2 separate regions of the Capsicum annuum genome follow, and region 1 is linked to region 2. Evidence: chromatin contacts called from public Hi-C data. All regions are on one chromosome and are shown on one strand. Each heading gives the region's core, a stretch centred on a gene start, on an enhancer-like site or on the middle of the called end of the contact. The rest is flanking DNA. Distances are from core to core; before and after follow the strand shown.

Region 1 (6,209 bases), core at 1,389-3,888, 110 kb before region 2:
AGAACTCCACATCCAAAAGTCGAAGGTGGTGGAGATGAGGATGTTGCGATAGATGTGTGGACTTACCAGGAAAGATAGGGTTAGAAATTAGATTATTCGAGAGAAGGTGGAGGTGGCTTCGGTGGAGGACAAGATGCGGGAGGTGAGGTTGCGATGGTTCAGGCATGTGATGATGACGTGCACGGATGCTCCAGTATGGAGGTGTGAGAGGTAGACCTAAGAAATATTGGAGGGAGGTTATTAGACATGATATGGAGTAGTTACAACTTACAGAGGACATGACCCTTGATAGGAAAGTGTGGAGGACTCGAATTATGGTAGAGGGTTAGTGGGTAGGAGTTCAACCGTTATAGTAGGGAAGAGTGCTTTGTTTGTATCTGCGTCTGGAATTTCTTGATTATGGTGTTTCGGTGATGTCTATGATTTTGGATAGATAGTTTGTGGTAGTACCTTGTGGGTGTCTTATTTCCTTGATTATCTAGCAGTGTGTTATCCCATCTTGTTGTGTGCTTTTCTGTTTTTTTATTTGTTATACTGTTATGTGTGTTGAGCCGGGGGTCTATCGGAAACAACCTCTCTACTTCTCTACTTCATCTGAGGTAGTGGTGTGGACTGCGTACACTTTACCCTCCCCAGAACCCACTTTGGGGTCTTTGTTGGGGTCTTTGTGGGAATACACTGGGTATGTTGTTGTGGTTGTAAAGTATATGGGTGTTGCTTTGTTTAGATTTTTCTAAATGATATCTTTTAGCTTCATGAAGTAGAAACATTTTTGGTGGCAAGTGGTAGTTTCTGTGACCATCTCCCAAGTCACGTGTCCTCTTATTTATCCTCGGATCAACTTGGAGCATGTATATATAGTTAAGAGGCCACATTCAATCATTCTGATAATTCCATGACATTAACTGCTAGAATTCTAGTAATAGAATTATAACTGTGTAGTGGGGGTAGAAGCAGATGAGCTGCCACTGACTTTGATCTTCTTCTGCATAGGGGAAAAGTGCGAAGGAGGTATTTGATTTATATTTGAATACATGTCCACATCAAGGAAGCAGGACAATTCGAACAGAGGTACTTATTCTCTGGCTTTTTTATATGTGTCAGGCAACTCTTTTGCCACCAGTGAGGTGTCGACTTATTGTACTTCATTCCAACCTTTTCTGCTAGCAGGAAGCCATCTTCATTTCTCTACAATACTTACAAGAGCCAATCAACAGTGTCCTGCAGAAGTTTTAGGACCTTGGAAGTTACCAACTGCTTCAAGAACCCAGGATACATGTGAAGTCGGCTGTATGACCTCTTCTATGCTCAGATATTGAAGACATTTCAAAGCGAGAAAATCACAAGGTATTGCAGCTGGTGTTGGCACCTCCTGGTTTGAGGAACTCGAGGTTATTGCACCATGAGTTGGTTTTGAATGCGTCAAGGAAAATTGACCTGATTGTATGTACTCTTCTGCCGGTGCTGCTATAAGTACTCTGGCAATGTCACCTGAATCAAAATTCTTGCCCTCCCAAAGTTGGACAGTCCTCAAGTTCTGTTACTTGTCCTCACCATAGTTCGCACATAACTGAGTTTCTTCTTTTGTTTCCTTTTCTGTACTCCATTTTGACATAAACCTAACAAATGGGAGGTGGAACAATCATTAGAAGTTTGAACGTTGGAGTTTGATCGGCTGGGTGTCAGTCTTCAGGTTCAACTGAACCTATTGACTACTTTTTTATTTTGTACCTCTAGTATTATAAGCCTCGTGATGGCTTCCATTCTATAGATTCTTGTCTTTTATACAAGGGAAAAGGGTCAAAAATACTCCTGTATTTTGAAAAATTGGTCAACTTTACCCTCAGTCATTATTTGGGGTCATATATACTCCTGCTGTTATGAAAGTTTATATATGTGTCCTTCAACTATCGAAATAGCCCAAATAACATTAATTGACCTGTTTTTTTTAAAAAATTAAATCCAACCCGACCCACCCATCAAAAGGACCCAAGCATTATACATCTTCCGACTTTATGAATGTCAAATAAATATATGTAAGTTGCATAACTTGCTTAACCTTATCATAATCAACAAGAAGCAGAATGTAACAAATTCACTGCCAAGATTTAGCTAATGAAGAAAGAATATACAAATACAACCAATTAAGGATTTTAGAACGGTACTCTTGAAGTAAACATTAAGAAAGGAACTCGCCATACCTTGGAGGAGTTCAGTTGTGGAACATCAGAATTAAAACCCAAAACAAAGCTTGATTGCTGGAGTTCTTTTAAGGGATTCCAAGCAATAGAAGCTAATTTGCATGAAACATTTCCAAATTTAGATACAGATCCATTAACATTCTGAAATTCAGCCTACAAAAAAAAAGACTAAAAGTTAATCTCTGCATTTTTTAGTAACATCCATAATGTGTCAACTATAAGATATATAGTCAGGAGAGTTCAAAACGTTATCTGTAATGGTCAATTTCAGAGTTCGGATAGAACAAGTACTTTTCCATAGAGATAAGCGACATAAATGACCAAATTGGAAAAACATGGCTCATGAGGCAGAAAGTCGAAGAAGGAGCAGACTCTAGACAGACACCTGCAGCTGTCAATTTGTCAATTCAAATGGATCTAGGAGCTCAAACACTTTCACTTGGCCATCTGAATACGCAGCAACCTATGGAAAGAAAATAGTGAAATATGTACAATGCTTGGGTCCTTTTGATGGATCGGTCGGGTCAGGTTTGGGTTTTATTTAAAAACGGGTCAGTTAGTGTTATTTGGGCTATTCCGTTAGTTGAAGGGCACATATATAAACTTTCATAACGATGGGGTATATATGACCCCAAAGTATGATTGAGGGTAAAATTGATCAATTTTTCAAAGTACAGGGTATTTTTGACCTTTTTCCCTTTACATAAACTGATGGGAGTTTTGATTCAAACGGAAATTATCAAGCCTCATAAATACTCCTTTGTTTCAATTTAAGTTTCTTATTTTTATTTTTGATTTGTCAAAAAAGAGTGCATCTTTCTTTAAGACCGCTAGATTTGGTGGTAATTCTTAATCTTCATGCTCCGTCTAATTAACACACTTGAATTGAGACGGAGTGAGTAGAATTTTGGTGGTACTTTGACACATCATCAATTACAGTTACATCTTTTGCCCTTAACAAAGAGGGGATTATAATATGAGTATTTAATAAAGATGGGACTAAGTAATGGATATTCTTCTCTAATATGAACTCTTAGGTGGTCATTTGGTTTGTGAAATTATTCTAGGATCATAACAGGGGAATTATAGTGTTTCAATAGATAATCATGTTTTTTAACTTGACTTCAACAGAAAGTTATATCTTTTAATTTGAAATGTGCATAAATAGGCCTTTAAATTTGCATAAAGTTGAATAAGTAGATAAATGTGTCCTACATGGTGTCTCATGTGAAATGTCATGTCGGATACATGTGTCTACTTATTTAACTTTATACAAGTTTAAAGGTCTATTTATGCATATTTAAAGTCGGAGGACATAACTATCCGTTGAGATCAAGTTAAAGGACACATTTATATATCATGTCATTTATAATATTATGATTAAAGGAAGATGGAATTATATAATGGATTTACTTTTATTGGTATGTTTTGGGTTTATCGGATTAAAAATAGGATATACATAATAATATAAAATATTTATTTGATTTAAATTAGGTAAATTTGGGGATATTTTTTTTTAACTAACCTTCGTTTTTTTAAAGACAGTTGGAGAAAAGCCTTGGAGAATGGCACACATTTGTTGCATTAGTAGTCCAGGGCTATGATTCACATAGAGGGTGATGCAAAAATAACATCATAATTCTGGTATAAATAGTGTCAACATTATTAGCTTAAAAGTTAAAAAATCTACCAGATATATAATTTTAACTCACTTTTATGCCGAGATTATCTCTTGGCCTTCTGATTGAATGATCTTTTATTGTCAATATTGCTCTGGTTAAATTCTTCTCAATCATATTATAAAATATTAATTTCTCTAATACTAAAAGTGTTGGGTATTTCAGAAATAATAAATATTTAATTATCTCCAAAGAAATATTAATTGTGATCAAAATATTATTGTTGTCGACTTCAATTTTTTGGTCAAGAAGAGATTGTTGCCAACATCCAATTTTATTTATTAACATTCATTGCCTTTGATGGCATTTTTCATCCATATCATTTATAACCTTTTGAACGTTGGTATCAAATGGAATACTTTGGCATCTTACTCATAAATATTTTCCTCATCTGCAGAGACAGAAATAAGGTAGAATACAAGCAAATAAGCAAGAATAATTTTTGAGAAAGTTCTACATACTTAATGAAGTGCAGCCTAATACAGTAAACCGGATTGAAGAACATATTTCATCTACGTGTCTAACAGTCTTCTATTCTAGTTATTATGTATTACGAAGTTTATTGAGTTGTAATTTTCATGCTTTCTTAGTGCATTGTGTTATAAACTAATTTAGGAGTCTAGTTTTCAAGTTTGGATAACTTGAAGACTTGAGAAAATAAACCCTAGAAGGTTTGTGTGTTTTTAGGAATAAAAGTTAGTTCCTAGGTTTGCTAGAGTTTTGTAATCTGATTTTCAAGTGGTGAAACATTAAGTGGGTTTCAATGATTTGGGAGATTGTTGAATATTTGAAATTAGAGTTTATAATTTCTTGGATTACACAGTTTGTAATCTTTTATTCCGAGGTTCACTATAGTGAAGTTGGGGTTAAATCCTATAGAGGTACAGGTCGTAATTTTTTTACACCTTTTGTGAGCTAAGTGTTTTTCATGTAAAATTATCGCGTTCACTATTTACTATTTTTAATGTTTTTGCTGGAACAATAGGCAACCTGATCATCCGTAGGTGAAAATAAGGCATAACTCATGTGAGTTATTAGTACATGCAGAAATATAAATTGTTATCAGAGCGGGTTATCTTGTGAAAGCTAACACCTTAAGATAAGATCAAAATAAATTTTGCACCTCCACTCAGACACGATGAGGGCCAAGACATCAACTGACATTTATTATTCAATAAAAATTCAACTTAAGGTGGAAAGAAAGAAAAAGTTTTTTGCAAGCTATGGACTATGAACTCTGGAATAGGGTCATTAATGGACCTTAGTACCATATGAAAAAGGATGCTGAAAATAAGGATGTACTAAAAGAAAATGATGAGTATAATGCGGATGACTTTAAGATGTTTGAAAAGAATAAAATAGCTAAGTACATTCTTATTTGCGGATTTGGACCAGATGAATACAATATGATCTCGATTGTACCACAACAAAATAAATTTGGGACACTCTTGTGTACATGTATGAAAAGAACATGAAGACCTTCGTGAAAAATGAAGGAACTAAGGATAGGTCACTAGCATTAAAAGATCCTGACAGTGAAGAACCAAATCTGAATGTTAGAAAGCTTATCAAGAACTTCAAAAGGTGTTTTAAGAAAGAAAAGCAACAGAACAGGAAAGGAACAAGTAGTAGGTATTGATCCAACTACAAGTCTCAAGATAATTGCTTCAAGTGTGCAAATATAGATTACACGATCAAAGATTGTTCATTGTGAAAAAATGAGCGAAAAAATAAAAAGCTGAAAAAAAGTTGAAGATAAAAGAAAAATCGGACTCCAAAAAGAAAGAATCCTTTGTTATGATGGTGACATGAGGATCAAAATCAAAAGAATATAATGATGAAGTTGATGAAACAAAACTCATGGCAATAGGTGATTCTGATTTGAAAGAAGAAGTAAAATCTGAGCTAAGACTACTTGATCTTAAAAATAAATTGCATTTTTGTTCTAAGAAAAGACTAATTTCTTTGATGAATCCATTGATTGGTGATTTTCATGAGCTAACATCTAATAAGATTAGTTATTCGGTGTTTTTGTATGTCTAAAGTTTGATTACATTAATCTTGAGACCTGCAAAAATGTCACTGATACAGAAAACTGCTCCTTAAAGAAACAAATCAGTCAACTTAATTCATCTAACTTAGATCTAAAATCTGAAATCTTAAAATTGTCAATTATTGAAAAAAGAAGTCAAGAGTGAAAATTAATAAAAAAAACTGACTCGGAACTGAAGCAATGCAAAAATGATTTTTTGTGAAAAAAAAAAGTCAGAAAACTGAATCTAAAAGTGTCTAAGTTAAAATTGAATCTTAAAAGAGCAAATAAATGGAC
Region 2 (6,604 bases), core at 3,485-5,984:
TGTAATGAGAAAACATTGTTATACTGATTCATCCCTTATGTTTCTGTTCTTACTTGTTTTATGGAAATATTAGACCTTAGAATGATGCCAAAATTATCTGAATTGAATGACTATCAGGTATGTAGTTGTGAGATTCTTTTTACGATCGACCACTTTATGTCATGGAGCTGAGCTAACTAAAATATAGAATGTGTTACCTCTTTTTGTTGGTAGCATCTTCCAATTTTTCCTCCATCCCAGATCCACCATTCGGGTTTTATGATATATTTTCTTTTAAATTTTAAGAAGCTAGGAGTCTCTACTAGTTTCATACCACTGCACATTCAATTTTGATTTCTATTCTCCAGTCCTGAAATAACATGTTCGTATGCCTATTATTTGTTTCTTATCTCAGCTGAATGGCTTAATGCTGATGGACAAAGATCTATATCGTATATGATGTCCACCAACTCTGTGGCAATTGCAATATACTAGCTGTTTCCCTTTCCTACAACTGAAGTCATTTTAGTAGTTACATCCTTTGTTTTGTGTTATTGATGCTGCAAATGTAATGTAGTATTCATATTTGTAGGTTACAGAGCAACCAGCTATGCTTCAGGGTGGAGAATTAAGATCATACCAGCTAGAGGGGCTTCAATGGATGTTGTCTTTGTTTAATAACAATTTAAATGGAATTTTAGCGGATGAAATGGGACTCGGGAAAACGATCCAAACAATTTCTTTAATTGCTTACCTCTTGGAAAACAAGGGTGTAAGTGGTCCCCACTTGATTGTGGCTCCAAAAGCTGTACTGCCTAATTGGATTACTGAATTCTCAACATGGGCTCCTAGGTATGCACCAGTTTCTCTCTCTCTCTCTCTCTCTCTCTCTCTCTCTCTCTCTCTCTCTCTCTCTCTCTCTCTCATATGCAGGGAGCACAAACACAAATGGATTTTGTCTGTTAATAGGTGCACTGTGCATCACATTTCATGGGATTCTTTTCCTTGTTGCAGCATTGTTGCTATTCTTTATGATGGTAGACTGGAGGAAAGGAAGGCACTGAGGGAGGAGTTGTCGGGCGAGGGGAGGTTCAGTGTGCTGATCACGCATTATGATCTTATTATGAGAGACAAAGCATTTCTGAAGAAAATTCATTGGCACTATCTGATAATTGATGAAGGGCATAGATTGAAAAATCATGAGTGTGCTCTTGCACGGACACTCGTGTCAGGGTATGTGAGATGTAGTTTTTGTTTGTCAAGTTGCTAATGTATAAGAATGTTAACCAAAAAGGGGACAACTAATAGCTTATGATGATAATCTTCTTCTTTATGAGTTTTGGCTTTGCTCCTCAGTTTACTTTTTGCACTCACTTTTGCTGATGAAGGTATATTCAACACACTGGCACATAATTGAATGAGTAATTTGTTTTATCTAAAAAAATAATTGTGGATTATGTCAAAATCTGGAGATCATTATTCTTGGCAGTTCAATTTTCCAAGGAAAAAATGTCAGATGCTGGTATCATTCTCTGATTGAGTTTTGTGATATTTGCAGCTATCGGATTCGACGGAGACTCCTATTGACGGGTACCCCAATCCAAAACAGCTTACAGGAGTTGTGGTCTCTTCTCAATTTTCTTCTTCCAAACATCTTCAATTCAGTGGAGAATTTTGAGGAGTGGTTTAATGCCCCCTTTGCGGACAAGTGTGATGTTTCTCTAACTGATGAAGAGGAACTATTGGTTATTCGCCGGTTGCACCATGTAGGTCTTGGTTTATTAATCACTAATATACACTTCTGTCATGCCTATTTAGTATTTATTGCACCTTTACAGATGCACCTTTTACTTCCCTTATTTAATGCTTTTGACTGCTTTTAGGTGATAAGGCCATTTATATTGAGGAGGAAGAAGGATGAAGTGGAGAAATTTCTCCCTGGAAAAACACAAGTTGTTCTTAAATGTGATATGTCTGCATGGCAGAGAGTATTCTACCAGCAGGTCACGGATGTTGGGAGGGTTGGATTAGATTCTGGTGAGTAGTAGCTGCCCTCCAGAAAGTATTGCCTTTAATTCATTCCAGTTATACGTGGTCGACTTAAATAAAAATTGGGTTTTGGGTGGGGGGTATGGATTTTTTATGGGGAGGGGAGGGGATAATCAACTGTTACTGTTTTGTACTCCCCGTCTCCCTCCTCCCTCCCTTCCCCCTTCTCGGGCCTCTACAGATCGATTTCTCTGAAATCTACATCCTCAATGACACCTTATACAACTCGTGCTCTTTTTTGTTTTTTTGCGCTCCTGATAAGTCTTTTCTCAAAAGCCGCAATCTATGGGGACTGATATTAGCCAAACAGAATAAATTTGCTGACAATGTGACTTTGCAGGAACTGGGAAGTCTAAGAGTCTGCAGAATCTCTCCATGCAACTAAGGAAATGTTGTAATCACCCGTACCTATTTGTGAGTGATTATAATATTCGTGAAAAAAAGGAAGAAATAGTCAGAGCGTCTGGAAAATTTGAGCTTCTTGATCGTTTACTACCCAAACTTCACAAAGCTGGGCACAGGGTCCTCCTCTTCTCACAAATGACCCGCCTCATGGACATTCTTGAAGTCTATCTGCACGCTCATCACTTCAAGTATCTTAGACTTGATGGCTCAACCAAAACAGAGGAACGAGGGACTTTGCTAAAGCAATTTAATGCTCCTGACTCTCCTTACTTTATGTTTCTTTTGAGTACTCGTGCCGGAGGACTCGGTCTGAATTTGCAAACAGCAGATACTGTGATAATTTTTGACAGTGACTGGAACCCTCAAATGGACCAGCAGGCAGAAGATAGGGCACATCGGATTGGGCAAAAAAAAGAAGTTCGGGTTTTTGTGCTGGTCAGTGTTGGATCAATTGAAGAGGTTATATTAGAGCGTGCAAAACAGAAGATGGGCATTGATGCTAAGGTCATCCAGGCTGGCTTGTTCAATACAACATCTACAGGTTTGTCATGTACACAATTGTGTTTTTAGAGAGCACTCCACACCTCCAAGCCAAAGCCTTCTTTATTTTACTTATGGTAAGAAACAAATTACATACTCCTTCCGTCTCAATCCAAAAAGAATGTTACCTTACTATAATTAGAAACAATTTAACTTTAAAAATTTTCTTTTACCCTTAATGAAATGATTTACAGCCACACAAATATCTTAGGATTGTTTTAGACCACAAGTTTCAAAAGTCTTCCTTTTTTCTTGAACACCGTGCCAAGTCAAAGGATGCAATATAAAATGGGATGGAGGGAGTAATAGTTATGCACCAGTTCTTTATTTGCTTTAAAGGTTGACCGGACAAATCAGGTTGGATTATAAGAAAAAATTGCATGTACCAAGTTTTACATGTGCTTTCAACATGTTAGTACTAATCTCTTTTGTTGACATGAATCAAGCATGCTTTTACCAAGTTCCACCTGTGTACTTGCAACATGTTAGTGTTGTGAATGTTGACTGATGTTTCTATCCATGGTTAGTGTTGTGAATGTTGACTGATGTTTCTATCCATGGTTAGTGTTGTGAATGTTGACTGATGTTTCTATCCATGGTCATACTTCTCGATCCTGTTCATAATGAATTCCAGCTTGACATTATTTGTTCATGCAGCTCAAGAAAGGAGGGAGATGTTGGAAGAGATCATGCGTAAAGGTACAAGCACCCTTGGAACAGATGTGCCAACTGAAAGAGAGATTAATCGTCTTGCAGCCCGCTCTGATGAGGAATTTTGGCTGTTTGAGAAAATGGATGAGGAGAGAAGGCAAAAAGAGCGTTACAGATCTCGTCTCATGGAAGATCACGAGGTACCAGATTGGGTTTATAATACACCTGACTCCAATGCAAAGGGAAAAGGGTTTTTATATGAAAGTGCTAACCTCACTGGAAAGCGACGTAGAAAAGAAGTGGTTTATGCCGATTCTTTAAGTGATATACAGTGGATGAAGGCTGTGGAGAATGGAGATGATTTCTTTAATCAATCAGGTAAAGGTAGGAACAGGGACCATCAGTCAGTCTCAAATGGTGAATTGCCAAGTGGCAATGCTGAAGTGGAGAGGAACAGACCGGACTGGAAGCCGGAAACTGTGTCTTTGGTGAGCGAGGGAACAAGTGAAGATACCTTTGGAGCAACTCCCAAAAGGTTCAAATCCGAGAGTGCAAGTTCCATGAGAAACAATTATCACGACTTGTCTGGCAGTAGTGTGGACGGATTATCGTGGAAGGCCCACAGGAGGAAGAGATCAAGCTTAGTATCCTGAAGTTGCCCTTTCACCTAGGAATTATTTTGGTCAGTGAAGCCATTAGTGAATATAGGGGAAACTTTGAAAGAATACAGCTTTGGCTATGAGCATATCAGAGCTAACTATGGGTCTAGTCATCTGTTCGGCTCGGTGTCTTACATGTATATTAGCATCTCATAATTTTTAGGTTTTGCATTTGCTACTATTGATTGTGCAGTAGTGGGGAAATTAGAGATATCAACTGGTGTACCATTATCTCTTTTTTGCTACAATTCTCAATTATTCTTATTTGGAGTTAATGCTGGATCAAGTTTCAGCAACTTGGCAACCATGCATAATATATTCTCAAGTTGATGTTACGAGCTAGTTAACTATTTCGAAGGACAAAGTATCCCTGTACCTGCTATTGGGTGTTTCACCGACCCAGAATGGGGCATTGTATGCAGTGCTTGCCAATAGAATTTAAAAAGGACTAATATGAGTTTTTGATTGATTCTAAGGGAAAAATCAGGGCCTTGAACCACACGCTTGCAGAACTTGAGTGAAAGCAGTTTCACTCGACTTTCTAACTAGATAATCCGTTGGCACCAAAAGATTAGAATCACAAACAGATGTGGATATAATGGAAATAAGCGTTCTTTAGGAAAAATTTGTAACAGTTTTCAAATGAAAGTAGCTTTTGAAAAATGTCGCCGGCAAAAAGGACATCAGCAATAACAAGCTTTCTTGTTTGATTATTGGCGAAGTAATTTTGAAAAAACACAACTCACAAGCGACGAAAGCTGGCACATGTATTTAGTTCTCCTATAAAATATAGCAAGTCAAATGCATCATGGGAATAAAAAGACAGGAGATCATCAAGTCTACATAACACAAAAAAATTCAAAATAAGTAGTTCTCACCCGTACCCTACATAATTCAGCTAGACCTAACTTGACCAATAAGGTAACAGCTCATTCCATCAAATTTAAATGACTGATGGAACTTTAAGTTAGAGCACTTGCTGGAGGAACATAATATGGCCAGCTTGGCAAGCAAAATGGTAAAACCAAAACTGCAACATGCAGAAGTTATCAAGTAGCGGATTCTAATTGCTATCTGGTGCGTCAAGACTTTCCTCTTTCTTGACGTCCAGGATTTTGAGTTTTGATTCTAGTTCATCCTCATCTTTACCCTCATCTCCAGATTCCTCCTCATCCTCATCCTCGTCTTCTCCTTCCGGGTCATTATCTTCCAGGGATGCAAGCATTTCAGGAGATTTCTTAAAGATCTCTTTCAACTCATCAACTCCTTCCTCTGAGATGAAGTTCCCATTCACATTTAGTGATTTAAACTCATCTTTGAGCAGTACGGTTTGAGCCAGCACTCTAGCCCCAGCCCTCCTTATACCAGTGCAGGTCATATCAACTTCAATCAGATGGTTGTGTCCTTGCAGACCCTTAGCAATCTGAATTGCACCTTCATCCTTGAGTTCATTCTCAGCAAAGCTTAGCTTGGAAAGAAGCTGCTTTGCAGCTATACAAGAAGCTATTGCTGGAGCAGCTTCAGCAGTTATATCATTACCTGCCATCTCCAAGACACCAAGTGAAGGGGCTGCGTCTTTAAGAGCGTTAGCTATGGCAATTGCTCCTTCATCCTCTAAATTAAGGTAGCTCAGGTAAACTTCTGTGAGATTTTCATGTTTGCTGAGTGCCTTACTCAACACTAGACCAGCTTCTGGACCAAACATATTGTCCCGCAAATCAAGCTTCTTCAAATGGGAGCACATCCCAAGTGCTTCACACAAGGCAATCCCTCCTTCAGAGCCTACCCTGGTAGAAGAGCACCTGAAATCTTCCAATAAAGGGGAGCGCTTCACAATTTCCGCAATTGCGACAGCTCCTTCATCACCTGTCATATTATTATGAAAATGAAGAACCTTAAGCTTCTCGGTGGAAGGAACTAGCTCGCTAACAGCCCTTGCAGCTTCCTGTGAGATCCCATCATTCATCAAAAATAGTTCTTCCAAGTTGGTTTGAGACTGAAGGAGCTTTCCAAATGCTCTAACTCCCTTCTCACCCAGAGCATTATCAGAGAGATTCAGAAACTTCAAGTTAGAATCTTCCAGAGCTTCTGAGAATATATTCATGACATCAAGTGCTTCTGCCTCATTTCTTCCAGCAACAAAATCTGACAAATCAACTTCCTTCAACTGATCCTTCAAGGATGCCAAGATAGGGCCTGCAATACGTGCTGCATTTACACCAAAGCTTCTATTGCTGAAACAAATTTTGCTGAAAGAGTTTCCAGACTCTTTTAATGGCTTTAAAAGTTCTTGAGCCTCTTCCGCTTCAATAAAAGCCCTT

What was found. A called contact is a pair of places that touch in the nucleus more often than the background predicts.
Region 1: a contact with region 2 is called in a Hi-C map of bud, with 4 times the contacts expected there. The contact joins two enhancer-like sites. A contact is called at or near these places in 4 of 5 Hi-C or Micro-C datasets (bud, leaf, pericarp and 1 more).

The regions. Positions count from the first base shown.
Region 1 is chr1:162,584,375-162,590,583 of UCD10Xv1.1, reverse strand. LOC107840842 (putative methyltransferase C9orf114 homolog) reads left to right here. Exons shown (of 12, transcript XM_016684795.2): 11 at 994-1,071; 12 at 1,171-1,886. The coding sequence ends at 1,236. Among protein-coding and RNA genes, the nearest start is that of LOC124892474, 10 kb to the left of the region's middle. Within about 2 kb of position 2,638, at least 4 of the 5 cell types and tissues checked have an H3K27ac peak or open chromatin away from gene starts, as enhancers often do. A contact at or near this core is called in bud and leaf, where this site is marked.
Region 2 is chr1:162,478,186-162,484,789 of UCD10Xv1.1, reverse strand. LOC107840876 (RAN GTPase-activating protein 2) reads right to left here. Exons shown (of 2, transcript XM_016684821.2): 2 at 5,074-6,604. The coding sequence ends at 5,347. LOC107840867 (probable ATP-dependent DNA helicase CHR12) reads left to right here. Exons shown (of 12, transcript XM_016684810.2): 7 at 572-831; 8 at 994-1,212; 9 at 1,538-1,745; 10 at 1,863-2,016; 11 at 2,369-2,974; 12 at 3,631-4,618. The coding sequence ends at 4,277. Among protein-coding and RNA genes, the nearest start is that of LOC107840876, 5.4 kb to the right of the region's middle. Within about 2 kb of position 4,734, at least 4 of the 5 cell types and tissues checked have an H3K27ac peak or open chromatin away from gene starts, as enhancers often do. A contact at or near this core is called in bud and leaf, where this site is marked.